Linked DNA regions of Danio rerio: region 1 is linked to region 2. Evidence: chromatin contacts called from public Hi-C data. All regions are on one chromosome and are shown on one strand. The core of a region is the stretch at or near the end of the contact, and the rest is flanking DNA. Distances in the headings are between cores, read along the strand shown. Region 1 holds the start of tgif1 (TGFB-induced factor homeobox 1). Region 2 holds the start of uba5 (ubiquitin-like modifier activating enzyme 5).

What was found. Hi-C and Micro-C count contacts between places; a contact is called where the count stands out from the background.
Region 1: a Hi-C map of hematopoietic stem cells shows a contact between it and region 2, with 4 times the contacts expected there. The contact joins the promoter of tgif1 here to the promoter of uba5 in region 2. A contact is called at or near these places in 3 of 18 Hi-C or Micro-C datasets (fibroblasts, hematopoietic stem cells and an unstated tissue).

The regions. Positions count from the first base shown.
Region 1 is chr24:9,643,860-9,647,024 of GRCz12tu, reverse strand. tgif1 (TGFB-induced factor homeobox 1) reads left to right here and starts at 1,407. Exons shown (of 3, transcript NM_199567.1): 1 at 1,407-1,644. The coding sequence starts at 1,629.
Region 2 is chr24:10,042,423-10,045,420 of GRCz12tu, reverse strand. It overlaps uba5 (ubiquitin-like modifier activating enzyme 5), which reads left to right and starts at 1,447. Exons shown (of 12, transcript NM_001305617.1): 1 at 1,447-1,802; 2 at 1,915-1,960; 3 at 2,057-2,146. The coding sequence starts at 1,654.

The DNA.
Region 1 (3,165 bases), core at 158-2,657, 400 kb after region 2:
AAACAAGCGATTCTTGCTTTACAACCATCTAATCCCAACGGTCAACTGGGTATCACGCAGCGCTGCGCCAACAGGAGGCATCACGTACGGCTTACAAATTGAGCTGAGAGCCTAGAAGCAATTCTTATTTGGAAGCATTTTTTAAAATCTTCGATTTAAGTTAGAACGTGTATTCGAAACACTTTACTAAAGGTTATCAACCGCCAACTTCAGTAGCTACTAAATCTGAAGCGATGTAAACATGAAGGGACCAGTAGTCCGATTCCCGAGCAAATGACTCCTTTGAGTCGGTTAATTCTAATGAATTGGAAGCAGCGAGGGCGCTACCCAAACGGTGCAATGACTCGTATGAGTCGGTTCTTTATAGTAAATCACACTAAACGCGACCAATAGTCGTTCTTATCTGGCATATCACTTTGTTCAACAAATCACATTTAGTGAGCAGCAAGTTACTGCGTATATGTAACGTCAAATTTAAATAACAGTGTTATTTTGTACACAATACTCGCAACATTAAATAATTAGGGATTAATACTGAGATTAAACATAGCATATTTTGTAATATTCATGAGCTGGCATAACATATAAATGTACAATTAAATGTGTTTTGTTTAATTTGTAGTCACAGATAAAGTGTTGGGTTTGCACTCTAAAAAGTCTGAGAAAGTGAATTAAAAAGTCTGTGTAAACATATTTTGCAAAATGTGTGTTTAACTCTTTTAACGTGTCTATTATGTTAAAATCAAAACTCGTTTTATAAGTTGCAAGTCTTTAAATGCGAAGAGAACTTCTTTAAACGTACATTATAAATCATTCATGGAGTTGTTTTCATTATATTGTTTACGATTCTCTCACAATTGCAACCGCATCACACACATCTGTCACCTGAAATAAATGCCGCATTGCACCTGATAACACATCGACACATCCTGCAGTATCAAAAAACAAAGTATTTGCCTTAAGACGAATACCATTCTAACATATTACACAAACAACAACAACAACACACAAACAATAGTAATGTTTTGGAGTAGGGCGCCTAACAGAAGTATGCTGATGAAAGCAGTCCCGATATATCCCTGCCATGTGTCTGCCTCTTGGTAATGTTAACCTACATTCATAATAAACCAGCTTCCTGTCTCTCTGCCGCAGTCATTAAAGGGAAACGTGCAGAAACTAGATCCAATCCAATGTCCAAACACGTCTCCACAAACACATCCCGCGCGCCAGATCTTTCTCTACACACGTTACAGATTCAAATCGGTTTGTCTAAAAGCCCCTTTTCTGTCTCTTTTTACTCTTATTGTACGTCTGATGTCAGATTTTTCCTTCTTGCCCTCGGAGGGGGAGGATCTAACCGCGTTGAGTCACGCAGCTGTCAAAGATAGCTGTCACCCAGTTTCCACATCAAACACAGTGAATGAGACGCGCAGCCTGTCCCAGGTACCCGACAATGTGTTGCGTCTCCGACAAATGAAAAACGCGCTCCGCGGTGATTCCTCGACAAAAAAGAGAAATATTTGCGCTCGATACTTCGTAACAATCTGGAATAATACAGTTGTGAGTGATTAAAGCGAGGAAGAATCGACCTCCTTGTTGCCAACGTGAAAAGGGGAATTTTGACGGACATGAAGACCAAAAAGGGTACGTATCATCTCCATATCTGTTATATCAGCGATTTATTATGTTTTTTTATCGGTGATTGTGACATATGGATGGAACTTGTCGATGATGGTTGAACAGAAAATGTCTGGCATTGCCTGCTATTGTTTTCCACTGCAGACAAAACAGCCTTTTCTCACCATGTGCTGGCGGGCTGTCACCATGAGCCGTTTCGAATTATTAACACGCGTGTTTATATTCAGCATATAAAGCTTTGATTTTATACAGATATGATTATTTAACCGTCGTATTGATGATTTGTTTTACAGTGTTTTTTTTAATACACCAATGTATAATATAACTGTCATCTGTAACTCTTATGAGCTCTGTAGTTGTTGTTTAAGTGAGTATAAAACGTCTTCGTGTAATGGTTGAACTTCTTTGGCTTGGGAAAATGCTCATGCGCTCAGAGTTTCTCACAACACTCACTCAAGTTTGTTGGGAATACGAGGGAAACTTTCCGAGTGGCCTTGTTTTTAGTTTGACGACTACTTCGTTGCTTTGACTGCATTTAAACATTGTGCTGCGGTTTAAAACGTGCAACGATAATTCCTGACCTCCTTTTGTGAAGTTTGTGTATTTCGCGCCGCTTCCTCGAGGCGACGCTTTCACATTCCCTCCGACCTCGTGTTTCTCACAGCACACAATAGAGCCCGAGCTATTCTCTGCTATTAAGTTTACATTTCTCTTATGTTATGGCACCTTGTCGCGTAGAGTGTCGTGTCAAGCTCTTATCCGCCACCTGACGTGATTTCACGAGTTTTCACCTCGTGAAAAGTCGATAAAACAGAGTTTGAAATGTCCCACAAGCGACATTCTTTTGTTCGGTCTTGAGATTTGCAACAGGTTCCCCTCCCCCTTCCTCCTCCTCATGTAGGCCGACGACAAAATTACTTCTCATTACTCCTTCTCACAAGTTTAATCATTTTCTCACACAACCTCAAAAAATAGACGTGTACGTGATTTCACTCGTTTCGGTTTTTGACTGTTAAGTATCCCACGCACACCCTGGAGCTCAAGTTAGGGAAAGTTTTGTTTCACTTAGAGTGCTCATGAACTAAAAGTCCCCTTAAGCACTTTCAGTAAAACGTGTTATTGACAAACTAACCGGTTTATGATATAAGAGGTAATAATATTCAAGTCGTCATCAGAAACAGGAAGAACGGTATAATATCGGGTTACTTCACTCAAAATCAAAACCCTGTCATGGCTTACTCACCCCATCATGTTATTCCAAACCCACATGACTTACTTTCTTCCACTAAAGGAGCTGGTAGACACAATGTTACCCACTCAGTCATGATTCACAATTTGGAGTGAATAACACTGACATTGTTTTCCTTGAGTGTACCTTAGATAAAGAATCACAGATATGAAAGCAAAAAAACAAATGAGATTTTTTTTTTGAAGGGGGTTAACTATCACTTTACATGAGTTAACTTACCCATGCATAATCGCAGTTTATTTAGTGTTTGCAAGTGCACAAGCTGTATTCACAGTGCT
Region 2 (2,998 bases), core at 198-2,697:
TTAACTTTATGCAAAGAGCTTAGAATTTTAATTAATCTAATTTTTTTTATTTAATCTAAGATTAAATTTAATTAATCTATGCTCTTTGCTCCATGTCTGACTGTTGTAATGTTTTGCTTTGTTTTTCAGCTGAGTTGTTGAGCAAAGAAGGACAACCGTTGAAGACAACAGTTGAAGACAACCGCGGGTTTTATTAACGAGCGCGTGCATTATAATGTTTCCGGGCTGTTTTCCGAAAGTGTATCTTGTTTAGATAAGTTTGCAGGTCAAACAAAATAAACTATACTATACTCTTTCTAAACCCCTGTCTCGTGTTGTATTTGTCTTCTACAGCAATACACTGTCATATAAGTTTGTTGAATGCATTTGTATGCAACATGGTTTGACTATACAGTAGTCTAATAAATAATTAGTTGTTATAAATGTACTTTTATTAGTCAACATTTGGTGTAATGTTAGGTAATAAAAAGTTGATCAAATATGTCCTAAGATATAATGTTATAATTGTTACAGAACTGTATTATTCTGTATGTTTTAAACCAGCAGATTTACTATATATCTAACATGTCATGAACTTACTGTTATTCAAAATTTGCATAATAAAATGTTCTAAGACAAGAATGGGTGTTGTTTTGTTTTTATATCAACCTACTGTAGGTTTTAGGTTGAATACAGCAGATATAGGCTATCTATATCATAATATTGGTAATCAATATTGGTAAAGTTTTTTAATGCCCCAAATCAAGTAAAACGTTTCTTACTCAAGTACTTTTAGCATGCAAAAGTCAAATTTGAGTATATAAAATACAGTTTCCAACAACAAAATTTTGTCTTGTGAAAATGACCAGTGTGGTGGTGAGAAAAAAAAGTTAATGTCAAGATATATATATATATATATATATATATATATATATATATATACAAATGTGTGTTTGTGTGTGTATGTTTCCCAGTACTGGGTTGTGGCTGGAAGGGCATCCGCTGCGTAAAACATTTGCTGGATAAGTTGGTGGTGAAAATATATTTGTACATCTTTATGAACTAAAAAAAAAAAAAACTTGCCAGGTGTGGTTGCTGTGTCATCCTTAGCTAAAATTCTGACATAATTGAACAAAAATAAATTTTGAAGATAAGAATTGGTAACAAAACTATTGAACTCCAAACATCTTTTCCTAATATTTTCTAGGATTGAATAGTAGTAACTTTACACTTTTTACATTTTTACCTTTTGTATGTCTTGTTTATACCTACGCCCTGGCATTTATATATTTGTTGTAAAATGTTTATGTTGTTCTTTAAATTAAAAAAAAAAATGAAGAATGGTGCTGGATAAGTTGGCGGTTCACTCCGCTGTGGCAACCCCGGATTAATAAAAAGACTAAGCCGAAAAAGAATATGAATGAAGAACTGATGAAAACTGATGAACCGACTCGCGGTATTCATTCACTGTGGGAACTTTAGTTCCTTGGTGTTGGTTGTTGCACTCCGGGCTCAATATCGAGAGACACTCATCCTCGCCAGCTGATTTGTAACAGTGCAGACGTGTACATGAAGTAATATTTTAATCTTTTTTTCCTCTAACGTCACTGTGCCTTTTTTCATCAGACAACACCAACCCGAGTTTAGCAGAATAGAGCGTTTTTAGAGAAGAACATGGCCACCGTTGAGGAACTCAAGCTGCGAATTCGTGAGTTAGAAAATGAACTAATCAAATCCAAACAGAAGCAAAGTGATGCTGAACACAATATCAGACCGAAAATTGAGCAAATGAGCGCCGAAGTCGTAGATTCAAATCCATATAGGTGAGCATTTACGTTCTTTTTCATTTTTAATCACTAATTTTGTATTTAGCCATATGGAAAGCTTGGTTTGCTGCAAGTGTCATCTTAAACTCCTATTTCTAATGCCTTCCAGTCGTCTAATGGCACTTAAGAGAATGGGGATAGTGCAAGACTACGAGGTAAACATGCTTGTCTGTTATTTTACGAGACTTTACCAGTGTTAAAACAGCTTGTTCGTGTTCAGATGATTATTGTCCACCTGCTGTCATTCTCAGAAAATCCGCTCGTTTGCTGTGGCGGTGGTGGGAGTCGGTGGGGTGGGGAGTGTCACTGCAGAAATGCTCACCAGATGTGGCATTGGTAAGGTAATACACCCTTATTCTTATTCCTCGATATTAAGTCATGGTGCTGGGTAATATGACAAAGATCATTAGGGTAAAGTTGGTTTTATATTCACACATTCTTTCGTTTTTTAACAGTCCTTATAATGTTTACTAACTACTTTAAATATTCAGTCCTAAATCCCATGTACAGTAAGTATGACTTTAAAACAACATAACCAAAATTCATTTGATCGTGAACAGTTGTTGTACTTTGATAGTCATTGGCTGCTGATATGATTTACCTATTTAAGATTCACAAATAATATTTTTCTGACAGTATAATAAGAAAAGGTAAAAATAAGAATGTGCTAATATAAAACCAAATTTACCTCAATACAAAAATCTCATATCCTGATTTTATTTATTTATATATATTCACTTTACTTCAGGATGCATCAATGGCGCTTTGTAGGTCTATTGGAGAAATTATTAAATATTCCTAGCAAATCTTATAAATGTTGGAGACATATTCGTTACATAAACACGCTAATTCGCACTTCAGCAGTGTTTATTTGAAAGCGCACAAGAAGATCTGCGCTTGAGCAGTGCATATTTGAGGGGGTGTGCAAGAGGTTTGTGCACGAGCAGGGGAAATCGGCACACAAGCAAAAAGATTCACATGCTCGTATTACATAAATGCAACCTCGACTTGTAAGAGTGCGCTTACGACATTTCTCCATTTGTAATTGAAATAACGCCATAGGTAGTTGGTAGACTTGTGTAAAAGGTCTGCCGCCACAGCTGGAAAAAAATCCTAGAACTGAAGACGTAGGAGAGACTAGTGCTCGCTGTTTCAAATTATCCAGAGCTGTATGAATGTACAAATCTTGAATA